Linked DNA regions of Anas platyrhynchos: region 1 is linked to region 2. A link is a contact called in public Hi-C data. All regions are on one chromosome and are shown on one strand. The core of a region is the stretch at or near the end of the contact, and the rest is flanking DNA. Distances in the headings are between cores, read along the strand shown.

The links. Hi-C and Micro-C count contacts between places; a contact is called where the count stands out from the background.
Region 1: a Hi-C map of liver shows a contact between it and region 2, with 2.1 times the contacts expected there. The contact joins two enhancer-like sites. A contact is called at or near these places in 2 of 8 Hi-C or Micro-C datasets (liver and subcutaneous adipose tissue).

What each region holds. Positions count from the first base shown.
Region 1 is chr1:112,652,259-112,654,958 of IASCAAS_PekinDuck_T2T, forward strand. The region is part of intron 3 of DYRK1A (dual specificity tyrosine phosphorylation regulated kinase 1A); the gene reads left to right. Among named protein-coding and RNA genes, the nearest start is that of DYRK1A, 67 kb to the left of the region's middle. Within about 2 kb of position 1,298, at least 1 of the 8 cell types and tissues checked has an H3K27ac peak or open chromatin away from gene starts, as enhancers often do.
Region 2 is chr1:112,442,232-112,444,931 of IASCAAS_PekinDuck_T2T, forward strand. It overlaps HLCS (holocarboxylase synthetase), which reads right to left. Exons shown (of 11, transcript XM_027449127.3): 4 at 2,060-2,700. Among named protein-coding and RNA genes, the nearest start is that of HLCS, 13 kb to the right of the region's middle. Within about 2 kb of position 1,265, at least 1 of the 8 cell types and tissues checked has an H3K27ac peak or open chromatin away from gene starts, as enhancers often do.

The DNA.
Region 1 (2,700 bases), core at 48-2,547, 210 kb after region 2:
CACATAGAGAGTTATGGAGGTTCTCTATGGGCCTTTTTTTTTGGGGGGGTGTCTCCATATCTCTTTGCCTTTGCATGTATTTCTGGTTAATCTCATCTGCAAATCCAAATTCAGCTAACATCTTTATTCTAGTGACTCAAATAATCAGCTCTACACCTTGTCTCTCTGCAAGCAAAATTCTCCTTCGTTCTTTTTCATAGCTCTTTTGTTAGATGTCTAGCTGTCAGTTCTAGTTCATCTTGATTAAAACCTAACTCTTATTCTTGTATCTTCTTATAAAAGCTGGGAACCTCCATTGTTGAAGGTTTTGTACTTATATTTATCCACTGCTGTGGACAACGCTATCATGTGGTCTTTAACTCAGGATGAAATCTACATACCATCTAGGTTTTCATGGCTAAACAATACATACATCTTACACATTCTTTCTTGATGACTCTTCTACAGAAAGCCTTTTTATTCGTGGTATTGCCTTGAATGGTCTGCAACTTGCTTTTCTCTGTCCTGCATATGTCACTTATGAACAACTCTTGCAGAGATCATTTTTTGAACCATCTCAGTGTAGTTTCTTTGTTCCTCTGTTGGAATCCCACCATCAGCCATTAGTTCTTTCTGTTGTCAAGTGCTCGTCTGTTATTAAAGCCTGGAACACCAGACTGGCCTTTTAGTGATGGCAAACTCTACTCTCGTAATCATAGAATATCCCGAGCTGGAAGGGGGGACCCATAAGGATCGAGTCCTGCTCCTGGCCTCACACAGGTCTACCCCAAAATTCAGACCATAAGGTGGTATATGTCAGTTTTCAAGTACATATGGTTAAAGGAGATCATGTTTTTGATTTGGGCAGCAAATGTGATTTAAAGAATTTGACTTACATGTGCACAAATAAAAGAACAAAAATGACCGTGTTAAATAGGGAGTGCGCTGAATTTCTGTTGCAGAGGGTTTAACAGGTTTGTTTAATTGCTGTAAAAAACAGCAGAAAGGAAAAGGCAACTTTCAGCAGATCTGGGAAGGATAATTCTTAAAGTGTAGATCCTTTTAATGCGATGTCTTGCACCCCATTAGAGAAGAAGTTAGGGCTCAGCTTCAGTTTCCCCATTCCCTGACCAGCAGCCTAGGCGACTGGCTCCGCTTCGGTGCCACCAGCTGCAGCACCCTAAATGTAGCCGGTTTGGGTGTAAATGCCCGCTGCCGAGACATCAAGCTGCCAGCCCTTTTGCTGGACACACCGGGAAGGGAAGGGAAGCAGGGGTCTCCGGCTGCCCGGCAAAATCCTTTCCCGAGCTCCGGCCACCATCTGCTGGCCAGAGCCGAGCACTGCACTGCCAGCCTTGGGTGGTGCAGGTGTCTCCTGCGAGGGAAGCCTGCCCTCCCCTCTCCCAAATACTCCATGGTTCGAATAAACTCAGATCTCACCGAGTAAAAAGTCTGTTAAATAATTTGAGGAGCCAGCCCAGCGTATCTTTGAGAGGGTCTTGAAGTGAAGGAGTCGGGAATGCAGGCGTCAAAAAGGTTGATTGCTGCATTTTGTAAGCAGGGTATTTCCTTCCAGTCCTGATAAACCTGACTTGCTTGAAAATACAACCCAGGAAGAAGTCTCACTTTTTGAGATCCTGAAAATTTATAGAACGAATAGATATTAAAATAGATAATAAATATTTAATAGCATATAGTATTTTCTCTTAGAAAATAAGTTTCTTCAGGCTGCTGCCAGGTAATAAGGGTAATGTTTGTCAGTTGCTTAAAGTTGCTGTTAGCTTCTGGCATTTAGAACAGCAACACTTGCTGGAAGCAATGTCATTTTGATAAATAGCAAAGATTAAAAAACTGTAGAATAGTTTGGGTTGGAAGGGATGTTAAAGACCATCTAATTCCACCCCCCTGCCATGGGCAGGGACACCTCCACACCTCCCACCAGACCAGGTTGCCCAAAGCCCCATCCAGCCTGGCCTTGAACACTTCCAGGGATGGGGCATCCACAGCTCACAGTAAAGAATTCCTTCCTTAAATCTACTTTAAACCTGCCCTTTTCTAGTTTAAATCTATTAGGCCTTGTCTGTCGCTGTACTCCCTGATGATAAAGATTCCTTCTCCAGGTTTCTTATAGGCCGTCTTTCAGTCCTGGAAGGCTGCTCTAAGGTTTCCCTGGAGTCTTCTCTTCTCCAGGCTGACCAACCCCAACCCTCTCAGCCTGTCTTGATAGGAGAGGTGCTCCAGTCCTCTGAGCCTCCTTGTGGGCCTCCTCTGGACTCATTCTAACAGGCCCATGTCCTTCTTGTGCTGGGGACCTCAGAGCTGAACGCAGAGCTCCAGGTGGGGTCTTATGAGAGCAGAGCAGAAGGGGAGAATCACCTCCCTCACCCTGCTGGCCACACTGACACAGCCCAGGTTGTGCTTGCAGCCCCGGAGAAAGCCACATTGCCTGGCTCATGTTGAGCTTCCTGTCAACCAGCACCCCCAGGACCTTCTCCTCAGGACTGCTCTATAATCTGTTTTCTGCTCAGCTGTGTTCATGTTTGGGAGTGCCCCAGCCCAGATGCAGGGCCTTGCACTTGGCCTTGTTGAACCTCATGAGGTTCACACAGCCCCACCTCTCAGCCTGCCCAGGTCCCTCTGGATGGCATCCCTTCCCTCCAGCATGTTGACCACACCACTCAGCTTGGTGTCGTGGGCAAACTTGATGAGGGTACACTCGAT
Region 2 (2,700 bases), core at 15-2,514:
AGAGACAAAAACATTTCTCAGAAACCTGATTGATATTTCTGAATTGAGTAATTGCTAAAAAAGTGCATGCTACCTGACATGTAAGCAGTTACGTCTGAGTGGTTTGGGCTCCTGAGATAGTTCTCCTATAACTAAAATATTGGTAAAAATATCTCCTAGAACCTTCCAAAAAGTTTGTTCGACTACATCTCCATTATATTCCTCATTGACTTAAATATTGGTAAATAAATCTTGTTCTGCTTTTCTCAATGTGCTGCATGAAACCAAAGACAGAGTAAGGCAAGTGATACAATTGGGAACAGCCCTGCTAAAAATAAACAAGCAAAATGAAAACAACAACAACAACCACATTGCTCTCAGCTGCTGCTGAGGCTAACAAAATGTGCAAGTTATCTTCATGCTCACTTTAAAAATTACTGGGAAGTGGCTGAAATCTCTCCCACTTTAGTTAACACAGGCTATATACCCAGGTAGATGCCTTACTCCCCAGGACATAGATTTATTTTCTAAACTTAGTGATACCTCTTATTATCCCTTCTATCACTCAAAATGTTAGACAGCTATCTGAAGATTTCAGTAGTCAGTGGCAAACATTTACCCGTAACACAGCCATGGAAGGTTCCTCACACCTTCTCCAGGAATACAGAGAGTAACAATAACAACAGCAACAGCAACAAAAAGAACTGTTCAACTTAACTGGCACAGTTTTTGGAAGGGGTGGGGCTCTGTTTGTTTGGCTGTTGTTTGTTTTTTAAACAACAATCACAAAACCTTAACACTGAAGAGGTTCCTAGTTGCTGAAATGTTATTATTCTTAAGTGGAGCTAATAAGATTTTGGCTCATTTGTATATTTCCCCTTCCGCCCCCAAGGTGCTCTGAGCTACTTGTTAGATGCAGAATGTTAAACATTTAAAAGTTTAAAGGCCAAAGGAAGACTCTGGAAACAAACAAACAAAAAAATGTTTCCAGCTGACCAGACCTTTCTTGTACTCCCAGAGAATGCATAAACATACATTACTGACTGAAAACATACTTGTCTGCCTCTAGAAAAAGAAAAAAAAAAAAAGGTTAATTAATTTAAATTTTCAGTTTGTTTCAATTTTGATTGTAAATATAAGAAATACATTCCAGACATATAAAAGTGTTTGTGTTTTTGTTGTCATTGTTTCTAATCTGAAAGAGCAGCAAGGCCAACACCACGAACCTATCATCTCCCTAGAAATGATCTGTAGCCAGAACACTGCTAAAGAAAACATGAAACCATTCAGTTCAGTCACAGCACTAAGATACAATCAGAACTGAGAAAAGAGTAACACTATCAGCAAAACAGTACCAGCAGAGCTAAATCAGCAGTGGCATTCCAGGGCTATTCAGACTAATCTTTATTATAGTTACTTGTTCAAGCAAAAAAATGAACAGCAGTTTTGGGGTATACAGTATGCAGCAATGATAGAGGCTGGGACTTTCTCATTTACTACTCACATGTTTCCAAAGGGACTGCCTACCTTAAAACTTAAGAGGAGACTTCTTTAAGGTTTCTTGTGAGCTTTATTTTACTTTCTCTTCTGACTCTCTACTTCACCGTAATTCATATTTTTGTATGGAAGTATGTTGCCATTATAACCCTTCACCCTGAGTTCACTACCACTGCTTTTCCTATTCCCATTTTCCAAAGTCTGCAAAGTGCACAGCTTTGTCACCGTGCAACTTCCAGCAGGCAGAAAAGGATAGCTCTGCTCTTGAAGATGCTTTCTTACTATGCATATTTGCTATCTCCTCTGCCACCCACTGTGATCACGCATGACCTACATGTTCATGGCTACATGGTGAAGACAAGGACTGGAACAGCAGTGACACTTTCTATCCTTCATTAAGCTTCCCAAGAACCAAGGGAAAACCATTCTGTATTCAGAGTCCTTGTACAATCACCAAAATATCCATCCATACTTGCCCCTTGAAAGCATCCCAAAGAGCAAGCAGTAAGAACCAGTGAATTTTTTTAGCATATCACCATATCGTGTAGCAATGTGCAAATCGATGCTTTTGCATACACAGTACCTGAGAAAGAATGGCTTCTCCTCCATTGTCTCCGTAAGGCAGATGAACAATAACTGTATCTTTATCAGCATTATTTAAATGACTCAATGGCTTCACTTTGCTGTTACTTTCCTTCTTTACTTCAAAAATACAGCCACTGATCAAAAGGTTTAATTTCACTTCAGTGCTGTCAGTTTTAGAGACAACTAATTCATGAACGGTCTTCTTCAGTTTGTCTTTTCTCTTTATTTGTATACCACCAAATGTAAACGAGGAAGAAAACCCTAGAATCTTTCCACCCTTAGATAAAAACTTCACAAACTGTTCTTGGTTCTTGTCAGAAATAGGCTCCTCTGTGGCAATGATCAACAGCATTGCATTATCAATCCATGGATCTTTCAGAACTTGCTCCTCATGCAGCTGGTAGATGGTGTAGTTGTCTGCATCAATGCATTCCAGGAGGATTGATTTTACTTGGTCAAATTCCACTTTTGCAGTTTCAGAACCAACATAAATCAACACATTAGGGGGCTTTCCAGCAAGGTTTACTCTCTTTATTCCTGTTGCCAGACAATCACCACCATTCTCATCCAGTTTGCTATTGCAATGGTCAGAAAGTTCTGGAATGTCTTCTGCAGAGGCAAATCTGACAGATTCAATAG